Linked DNA regions of Pelodiscus sinensis: region 2 is linked to region 1. The links are chromatin contacts, called in public Hi-C maps. All regions are on one chromosome and are shown on one strand. The core of a region is the stretch at or near the end of the contact, and the rest is flanking DNA. Distances in the headings are between cores, read along the strand shown. Region 1 holds the start of PCLAF (PCNA clamp associated factor). Region 2 holds the start of PPIB (peptidylprolyl isomerase B).

What was found. A called contact is a pair of places that touch in the nucleus more often than the background predicts.
Region 2: a Hi-C map of blood shows a contact between it and region 1, with 4 times the contacts expected there. The contact joins the promoter of PPIB here to the promoter of PCLAF in region 1. A contact is called at or near these places in 2 of 5 Hi-C or Micro-C datasets (blood and an unstated tissue).

The regions. Positions count from the first base shown.
Region 1 is chr14:36,574,311-36,578,454 of ASM4963464v1, forward strand. It overlaps PCLAF (PCNA clamp associated factor), which reads left to right and starts at 1,311. Exons shown (of 4, transcript XM_075897489.1): 1 at 1,311-1,470; 2 at 1,547-1,624; 3 at 2,272-2,440. The coding sequence starts at 1,422.
Region 2 is chr14:36,757,521-36,761,681 of ASM4963464v1, forward strand. PPIB (peptidylprolyl isomerase B) reads left to right here and starts at 2,321. Exons shown (of 5, transcript XM_075897487.1): 1 at 2,321-2,510. The coding sequence starts at 2,352. LOC142818347 (a long non-coding RNA gene) reads right to left here and starts at 1,933. Exons shown (of 2, transcript XR_012895814.1): 1 at 1,538-1,933.

The sequences.
Region 1 (4,144 bases), core at 61-2,560:
ACCTCTCCTGGAGGAGAATTTCGCAATTTTAGACCAGGATCTGGACTGCAGCACCCTGTGTACTAACTATAACTCGGCAAATCCAACTGACTTCTTCCCTTATGTGGTAGACTGTGACAAAACACAAGGCTGCTTTGTTTAAACCACACGTAGTATTTGTTTAGCAACAGGAAACAGCACAGAAAATGTTTTTTTTATTGCTTTAAAATCTCCACCTATGTACATCTTACTGAAGCTCTACCAGCTGTGCACAATGACCTAGGGAGGAGACCTATCTTCTCCAGACAACCCCTGCAGCTTCCATGGAGTGTCTAGCCTGATAGGTTCCTCTTCCCCCATCCCATTGTCTCAAGTGGGTCTGGCCCACGAAAGCTCATCATCTAATAAACCATCTTGTTAGTCTTTAAAGTGCTACATTGTCCTGCATTTTGCTTCACCTCCTCATAGCGTTCCTCTTTAAGCCCAGCTTCAGTTCTTTGTTCTCTTGTAGTTGGTGGGCATCCATCCATCCTAGTGAAAACTAGCCATGTAGCAAAAATCCTCAGACAGCCCTCTGTTGAGCTAACCCAATATACTTAGAGTAAATATCCCCATAATTAGACTAATGTGCATTATTAAGTTATTACAGGGCAGCAGCAGATCCTCCACCACACTTCGCTAATGCTATTATTTAAGTCAGTTTACAAGATTCAACCGGGCACCACTCGATTGATTTATCTCCAGAAGGTTGCCTTTGCACAGGCTGCCTTTCTGCTAGGGCTTGTCCATATGGGGAGATTGACTAGCATAGCTATTGTAGAATAAGCTGTTTGGTAACAGCTGTTCCCCGACGGCTCCCTGTGCGGACTTCCTGCTTGGCAATACGAATGACTGGCACAGAATGACTTTATTCTGGAATGGGATGTCCGTGGGGGAAACTGTTGTGCAATAGATATTCTGGTCAAAGCCCCCCATGGGGTCTAGTGGACAGCCTCTAGACAGCGGGGGCTTGAATTGGTTCCATCAGAAGCAAGATCAACACTTCGGTCAGTGGTTCTCATCACCCCCACTGCGTAGCTTGTTCCAGCACCCCTGGCGCTAGAGACCCCCCCATGCAGCCGCCAGCAGTGGGCGCACACCAGCAGCTGGGCGCGCAGCAGGCGCGAGCTCCGCGGAGCCGGGGAGGGGCCGGGCGAGCTGTCAGCTTGTCCCAGCCGCGGCTGCTCCCGCTTCAGCAGGGATGAGGAGGCGGGGCCAGGGCGAGTCCCCGCCCACGCCTGCCGTGCAAACCGCGGAGTGGTCGGCTCGGGCCCCGCCTCCCGGCCAATCGGAGCACGCCGCGGAGCGCGCGCGGGAAAAGCTGTGTGGTGGCGGAGGGGGCGCGAGCGCGGGCTCTTTCCCGCTCTGGGCGCGGCAGGCAGCGCGCGGGCCGAGCTCCGGGCATGGTGCGCACCAAGGCGGACGGCGGGGCCGGCGGGGCCTACCGGAAAGGTGCGCGCGCGCGCGGGCGGGGGGCGCCGGGGGGGTCGGGGCTCTCGCCGGCACTAACCGCTTCCTCCCCTTGCAGTGGTCGCCGCCCGGGCTCCCCGGAAAGCGCTGGGCTCCAGCAGCGCCAACGCGGGCCCTTCGCCGCCCGCCAAGAAAGGTGAGCGCGGGGCGGGCTCGCTCCCCGGCCGGGAGGAGCGGCGGGGCGGCCAGGCTGGCCCGGAGCTGCGGCTCAGCGCTCCCCTGCTGACCCCGCTCGAGACCGGGCTTGCTGCGGCCAGCGGACCAACGTGGGCCGAGGAGGAGCTTTGGGCTGTTGGCGGGGGGCTAGGAGGGGCTCGCGGCGGGGGGCTCCCAGTGCAGGCGGGGGCGCTGAGGCGGTTTCCTGCCCGTGCCGGCACCGCGGACCATGCTGCCCCCCGAAGCAGCCAGCAGCGGGTTTCTAGCTAGTTGGGAGTGTGGCAGGTCTGGGGGCCGGGGCAGTGCACTGAGCCTTGTGTGCAATCTCACCCCCCAACTTGGAGCAGGTCTGTTGGCGGCTGCTGTCGGGGCACAGCGTAGTCTGATGCGGGGGCAGGCAGGTAGCCTGACTTAGCACCCCCACTGGTCACCTGATCACCCTGGAGCAAGACTCAGTGCCTGACATTCCTCCACCCATAGTTTGAAAACCACTGCAGTAAGTAAGGTGTTGCGGTATTTGCTAGTGATGAGCTATGTATTTTGGTTTCTCACTGAGGTAGGAGACCTATCAAGGGTAGCTGAGACTGTGGCTACACGGCTAGCTTGATAAACTAATTTATTTTGTAGTTGAAAGCAAATATGCTGGTGGAAATCCTGTGTGTGTGAGACCAACACCCACTTGGCAAAAAGGCATTGGTGAATTCTTCAGGCAGTCCTCAAGAGAGTCAGAGAAAGAGAACCAGATGCCTGATGATGAAGAGGCAGGAAGCAGCGGAATAGGAAGACTAACTAAGAAGTAAGCATCCATTTTTGTTGGTTATGGAGAAGAAATTATAAAATCAAATAATATCTCTTAATTTTAGTTCTCAACTGAATACTATGGCATTAAAGATTGGCATGACTTCTCCCCACACTCTACCTCATCTCTGTGCCTGTGTGACACTTTCCAGAAGAAACAAACCTCTAATTCAGAAAGAAATGCAAAAGTTCTCTTTTCTGTTAGAAGAAACACAGAGGCTATCGTAAGATAGATATCTTCTCAATATATTGCCTGATGCAGCCTGCAGTTCTGGGGCACTCTTCTGTTTAATGACCATTTGTTACAGGCAAAGATCACTGAAGTGAGCCAGTCTGTTACTCCTGTATACCTAATCAGTCAAAAGACTAGAGAGTGCCTCAATGGCTTTAATATCTAACTCTGTTAAAGGCTTAGATTGTTGCTCTTTGGCTCAAAACAAATTGCAGAATGGTTTATTTTGAAAGCAAGAAGGTGATGGTTCTTCTACATCAACTATTTTCCCTAGGTAAAATAGTCTCTTTCTTGAGTGACTTCTTTAGTAGCCTTGGCTTTGGAGATGGGAATGCATTAAACATGTCACTGCATAGGGGACAGAACAGGAAATAGCCTGAGGATGGCTGTGAAAGAAGCAAACATGACATATTACTGATGTAGGTTTGGTGTTGTGGTATAGTTGAACACCTCCACAAATTTCTACAAAATACAGTAGAGATATTAGACTTAAGAATTGGCTCCCCTGCTCTTTCCCCATCATTTAAATGCTGATACAGAGGAGGCAGTTTATGCATGTGTTTAGGGGGGAGGCTGTTTGTAACCTTGTATATTAACCAGTGAGCCCAGGTTCATCAGTTAACTGTGTAAATGGTTACACTTTCACATCTCTACTCTGCAGCTGGCTGCTGGGGAGAGGGGGCAGCCCGGCCCCCCACGAACAGGGGCTGCTCTGGCAGGCTCTGAAGAGCTGGAGCAGCCTCCTGCCTGGGGCAGATGGAGAACTACTCCAACCAAAGTAGTTTACATTTAACACAGTGCTACAGTACTTTATTGTATTTACTTTTTTTCTGCTGCTGTTTAATTGTGTGCTTCAGGTTCCAAATAAGGGGTGTGTTTAACTGCTTGTGTTCGCGCTAAGATTTTACTGTAAATGAAAACTGACCCCTGTTCAGTCTTATTCTGGAGCTATGCCTGTGTAGAATATCAAAGAAGGGCAACTTTCAACATACTGGTAACTGTAGTATGTTTGGAACTTCCTTGTTGTTGTAAAAGGTAAAAATTGCTCACTGTTCAAGGAGCATATAGTCCCTGAAAGATTAAGATCATGTCTTCCGAAAAGTAAAGTCTAGCAGTTAATGGCACCTTTTAATAGGAGTGCATTCAACTCTTTGTGAATTAATCTGTAAAGGCTACTAATCTCGTTATATAAAAACATGACCTTTGAATCCACTGACTTCCAGAGGCAACTGAAAACAGATCAAGTAGCAGTTAGTCTTTGCTGTGAACATGCTTAATCTGTAGAGTCTTGCTGATCTAACTTGGTGTAATTCTGATCTGTACTCTGGGGAAATCTGTGGAAAATATCTGTGTATTTGGAATGTCAGACCTGAAGTGCTGTGTTCTCTAGTTCACATTTCAGCTGACTACAGAATTCGTATTTTTTGGCATACTATAAAATCAGCTGTGTGAAGCTTAACTCTGTGAAGG
Region 2 (4,161 bases), core at 1,071-3,570, 180 kb after region 1:
CCAGGGGTGGGGTCTGCAGCCACTGTATTAGAGTCAACAGTGCGGGGTGCTAGGTGGGAGCTGCTCCGCGAGGGGAGCCAGTTTAAAAACCAGCTCCCTTCATGGACTGGCTGCCTGTTGCCCTGTGCTGCTGTTTCTGAGAGAGGCAGCAGCGTGGGGTGGCAGCAGTCCCTGTCTGGGAGGATCTGAGCTCCCGGACCCAGCACAAGCCAGAACTGAGCTGGGCTGCCTGCCCACCTGGCTCTTAATACACTTGAAATGCAGAGGTAGGTCCCGGATCCAGCGTGAGCAAGGACTGAGCCAGACTGCTAGCCAATCTGCTAAAAAAATTACTGCTGGGGGGAGGGAAATGTGTGTAGTCTATAGCATTAACTTATACACTTTTGCTTATCGGTTAATCGACTATACTATTACATTCCTAAGCCAAACTACATCAAAATTCAGAACAAGTGGTCAACAAAGCTATATAAGAATGCCCATTTACATGACTGAAAATATACAACTTAATATTATTGATAACTGACATGATTAATCATAGCATAAATGAATCATTGTACTCCCAGACTTTATCTAATGGGACTCCTGCTGCTGCATCTTTTCACACATTTCTTTGAAGTTTACATAACTGGTCATATCTAGCTTCATGCAGGCATTCAGGCTGTCTTCTGTCAACCTTATAGCAGGGGCCTGGGGATGTGAGGGTGCAGGATTCTGGATTGGGGTAAGGGCCTCAACGTTGAGGTGTGGGGGGGAAGCAGGAGTATTATGGCAGGGGCCTGAGGATGTGAGAGTATGATGGGCTCAGACCAGGGCCGCTCAGGTGTATGATGGGCTCAGGACACAGGGCTGAGGTGTGTGGGTGGTGCAGGAGTGTTATGGCTGGGTACTCAGATGTGGGGATATGAGGTGCATGGGGGGGGGGGGAGGGTCAGGTGGATGATGGGCTCAGGGTTGGGGTGCAGGAGTGTTATGGCTGGAGATGTGGGGGTATAAGTAGGATTACCAGATAGTTTAAAAAAACCCCAAACCCCCCCCCAAAAAGGGAAAAATTCCGTCAAAGGGGAAAAAAGGGGGAGAAGTTGTCAAGCAGAAAAAAAGATGCCCCAGAATGGCCACCATCTTGGGCACCATTTTTAAAACCCTCCAGCTCCAACCGGTAAGCACCGGGAGCCATTGGCGGGGGGGGGGGGGGGGGGGGGAATGCGTGTGCAGGAGGAGCTTCATGAGATGCACTTGGGGGGGGAAGAGCCACACGTGAGCTGTGAGTTGGCCACATCTGGTGATGAGGGAGGCATCACGGGGCCAGGTCTCTGCTGGTCACGTGGGCCAGAGCAGTGTGCGCTCCTCCCCCCAGCCCAGCCCGGTGCCCGGCAAGTGTCCCCCCCTGCTCCCCCTTCACTAGACTCTGCCGCACTCCCGCCAGACAGGGCAGGGAAAATTGTCGTTGCCGGGCTTCCGTCCGGTGGAAACAGGAAATACCGAACATTCCACTGTCCAGCATTTCCTGGGGGTTTTACCGGGCGGAGCCTGCACGTACCGGACTGTCCGGGCGAATACTGGACACCTGGCAGCCCTAGGAGGCACCCAGGGCAGGGGCTCAGGGTTGGGGGGGGAGGAGTGTTACTTCCACGCTGTAACATGGACTCCCGCTGCTCCATCTGGAACCTTCCCGGAAGTGTGTCCCGGGGAAGAAAAAAGGCAGCGCACGGAGCCAGTCTTCGCTTCCGCTGGCTCCCAGCGCGGGAGGGGAGGGGAGGGGAGGGGAGGGGCTTCCTCCCCCCGCCCCCGCCCTGAGGAAGCCGGCGCTGGCGTTCCATGCTTGGGGGAGCGCGAGGCCGCAGTGCCCGCGCTGGCTCCCTGCTATGGGCGGAGCCGGGGGCGGAGCCGTATCGCGCTCTGACGAGCGCGTGGCCAAGCAGCACGTCGCTGGTTTTCCCACTCGCCTCAGCCGGGGCCACGCCCCTTCCCCCACCTGGTTTGGGCCCTTCGCGGAGCGGGGGCGGGGCCTTCCGGCGCTCTCCGCGCGGCTATTGGCTGCTCCGCCCCGCGGGCGGGCTCGGGCGCGCGCTCCCCCGCCGGGAGGTGTAGTCTGGTCCCGGCGCTCGGGCCAATCGGCGGGCGCCGAGGCTCCCACCCCTCGTGCCCACTTCCCGTTGGCCAGGAGGCGGCCCAATGAGCAGCTGGAAACGTGGCAGGCTCTGGAGCCGGCTCCGGGCCCCCCCTCCGCTCGCGATGGAACGCGCCAGCGCGGCTCGCGGCTCCGCCCCCTCCTCCCCCGCTCGGTGGGCGGCGGCGGGGGCGCGGCTCGGGCCGTACCACTGGCGGGGGGCGCGGGGCGGAGCGGGGCCCGGATGCTGGCGGCGCGGCGGGCGCTGTGGCCGGGCTGCGAGCGCAGGAGGATGAAGCTGCTGGTGGCCGCGGCGCTGCTGGGCGGGTCGCTGCTGCTGCTGCTGCTGCCGGCGGCCTCGCGCGCCGACGAGCGCAAGAAGGGGCCCAAGGTCACCGTCAAGGTGGGCCCCCCCCACCGCGATCTGCCCCCCCCGGCATCCTCCCGCCCCCCCCCCTCGCGATCTGCCCCCCCCCACCGCGATCTGCCCCCCCCGGCATCCTCCCCCCCCCCCCCCGCGATCTGCCCCCCCCCCGCGATCTGCCCCCCCCGGCATCCTCCCGCCCCCCCCCCCGCGATCTGCCCCCCCCCACCGCGATCTGCCCCCCCCGGCATCCTCCCGCCCCCCCCACCGCGATCTGCCCCCCCCCCCGCGATCTGCCCCTTCGGCCCCCCCACCGCGATCTGCCCCCCCCGGCATCCTCCCGCCCCCCCTCGCGATCTGCCCCCCCCACCGCGATCTGCCCCCCCCCCGGCATCCTCCCGCCCCCCCCCTCGCGATCTGCCCCCCCCCACCGCGATCTGCCCCCCCCCCGGCATCCTCCCGACCCTCCCTCGCGATCTGCCCCCCCCACCGCGATCTGCCCCCCCCCGGCATCCTCCCGCCCCCCCTCGTGATCTGCCCCTTCGGCCCCCCCACCGCGATCTGCCCCCCCCAGCATCCTCCCGCCCCCCCTCGCGATCTGCCCCCTCGGCCCCCCCACCGCGATCTGCCCCCCCGGCATCCTCCCGCCCCCCCTCGCGATCTGCCCCCCCCCCGCGATCTGCCCCCCCCGGCATCCTCCCGCCCCCCCTCGCGATCTGCCCCCCCCGGCATCCTCCCGCCCCCCCCTCGCGATCTGCCCCCCCCCCACCGCGATCTGCCCCCCCCCGGCGTCCTCCCGCCCCCCCTCGCGATCTGCCTCCCCGCCCCCCCCGGCATCCTCCCGCCCCCCCTCGCGATCTGCCTTCCCGCCCCCCCCACCGCGATCTGCCCCCCCCCGGCATCCTCCCGCCCCCCCCTCGCGATCTGCCCCTCGGCCCCCCCACCGCGATCTGCCCCCCCCGGCATCCTCCCGACCCTCCCTCGCGATCTGCCCCCTCGGGCCCCCCACCGTGATCTGCCCCCCCCGGCATCCTCCCGGCCCTCCCTCGCGATCTGCCCCCCCCACCGCGATCTGCCCCGCCCCCGGCATCCTTCCGGCCCTCCCTCGCGATCTGCCCCCCCCCACCGCGATCTGCCCCCCCCCGGCATCCTCCCGACCCTCCCTCGCGATCTGCCCCCCCCCACCGCATCCTCCCGACCCTCCCTCGCGATCTGCCCCCCCCCCCGGCATCCTCCTGCCGGCCCCTCCCTCGTGATCTGCCCCCCCCGACCCCCCTACCGCGATCTGCCCCCCCCCCCGGCATCCTCCTGCCGGCCGCTCCCCCCGCGATCTGTCCTGCCCCCGGCATCCGCTTGCCCCCCCCCCCCCCCGACAGTATCCTCCCGATCAACCCTCCTCCCGACCGAGATCTGGTCGCTACCCCCCCCCCCCCCCATCTGCCCAACTTGCTCCCATTGGATCCTGCTGCTCCCCCCCCCCGGATCCCCCACCTGATTTGCGCCCCCCCCTCCCCGCTGTGATCCTCCTGCTTCCCCTGCCCGACCCGCTCCCCCCTCCTTGTTCTGCCGCCCCTCTCTCCGCTGGAACACCTGGCCCCGGGTTCCCCTGCTCCCCTCACCCCATGGGGCCACACTCCCTGGGGGCGGGGGAAGGCGGTCAGTGGAGCCCTGGCCTGATGGCAGCAGCTGG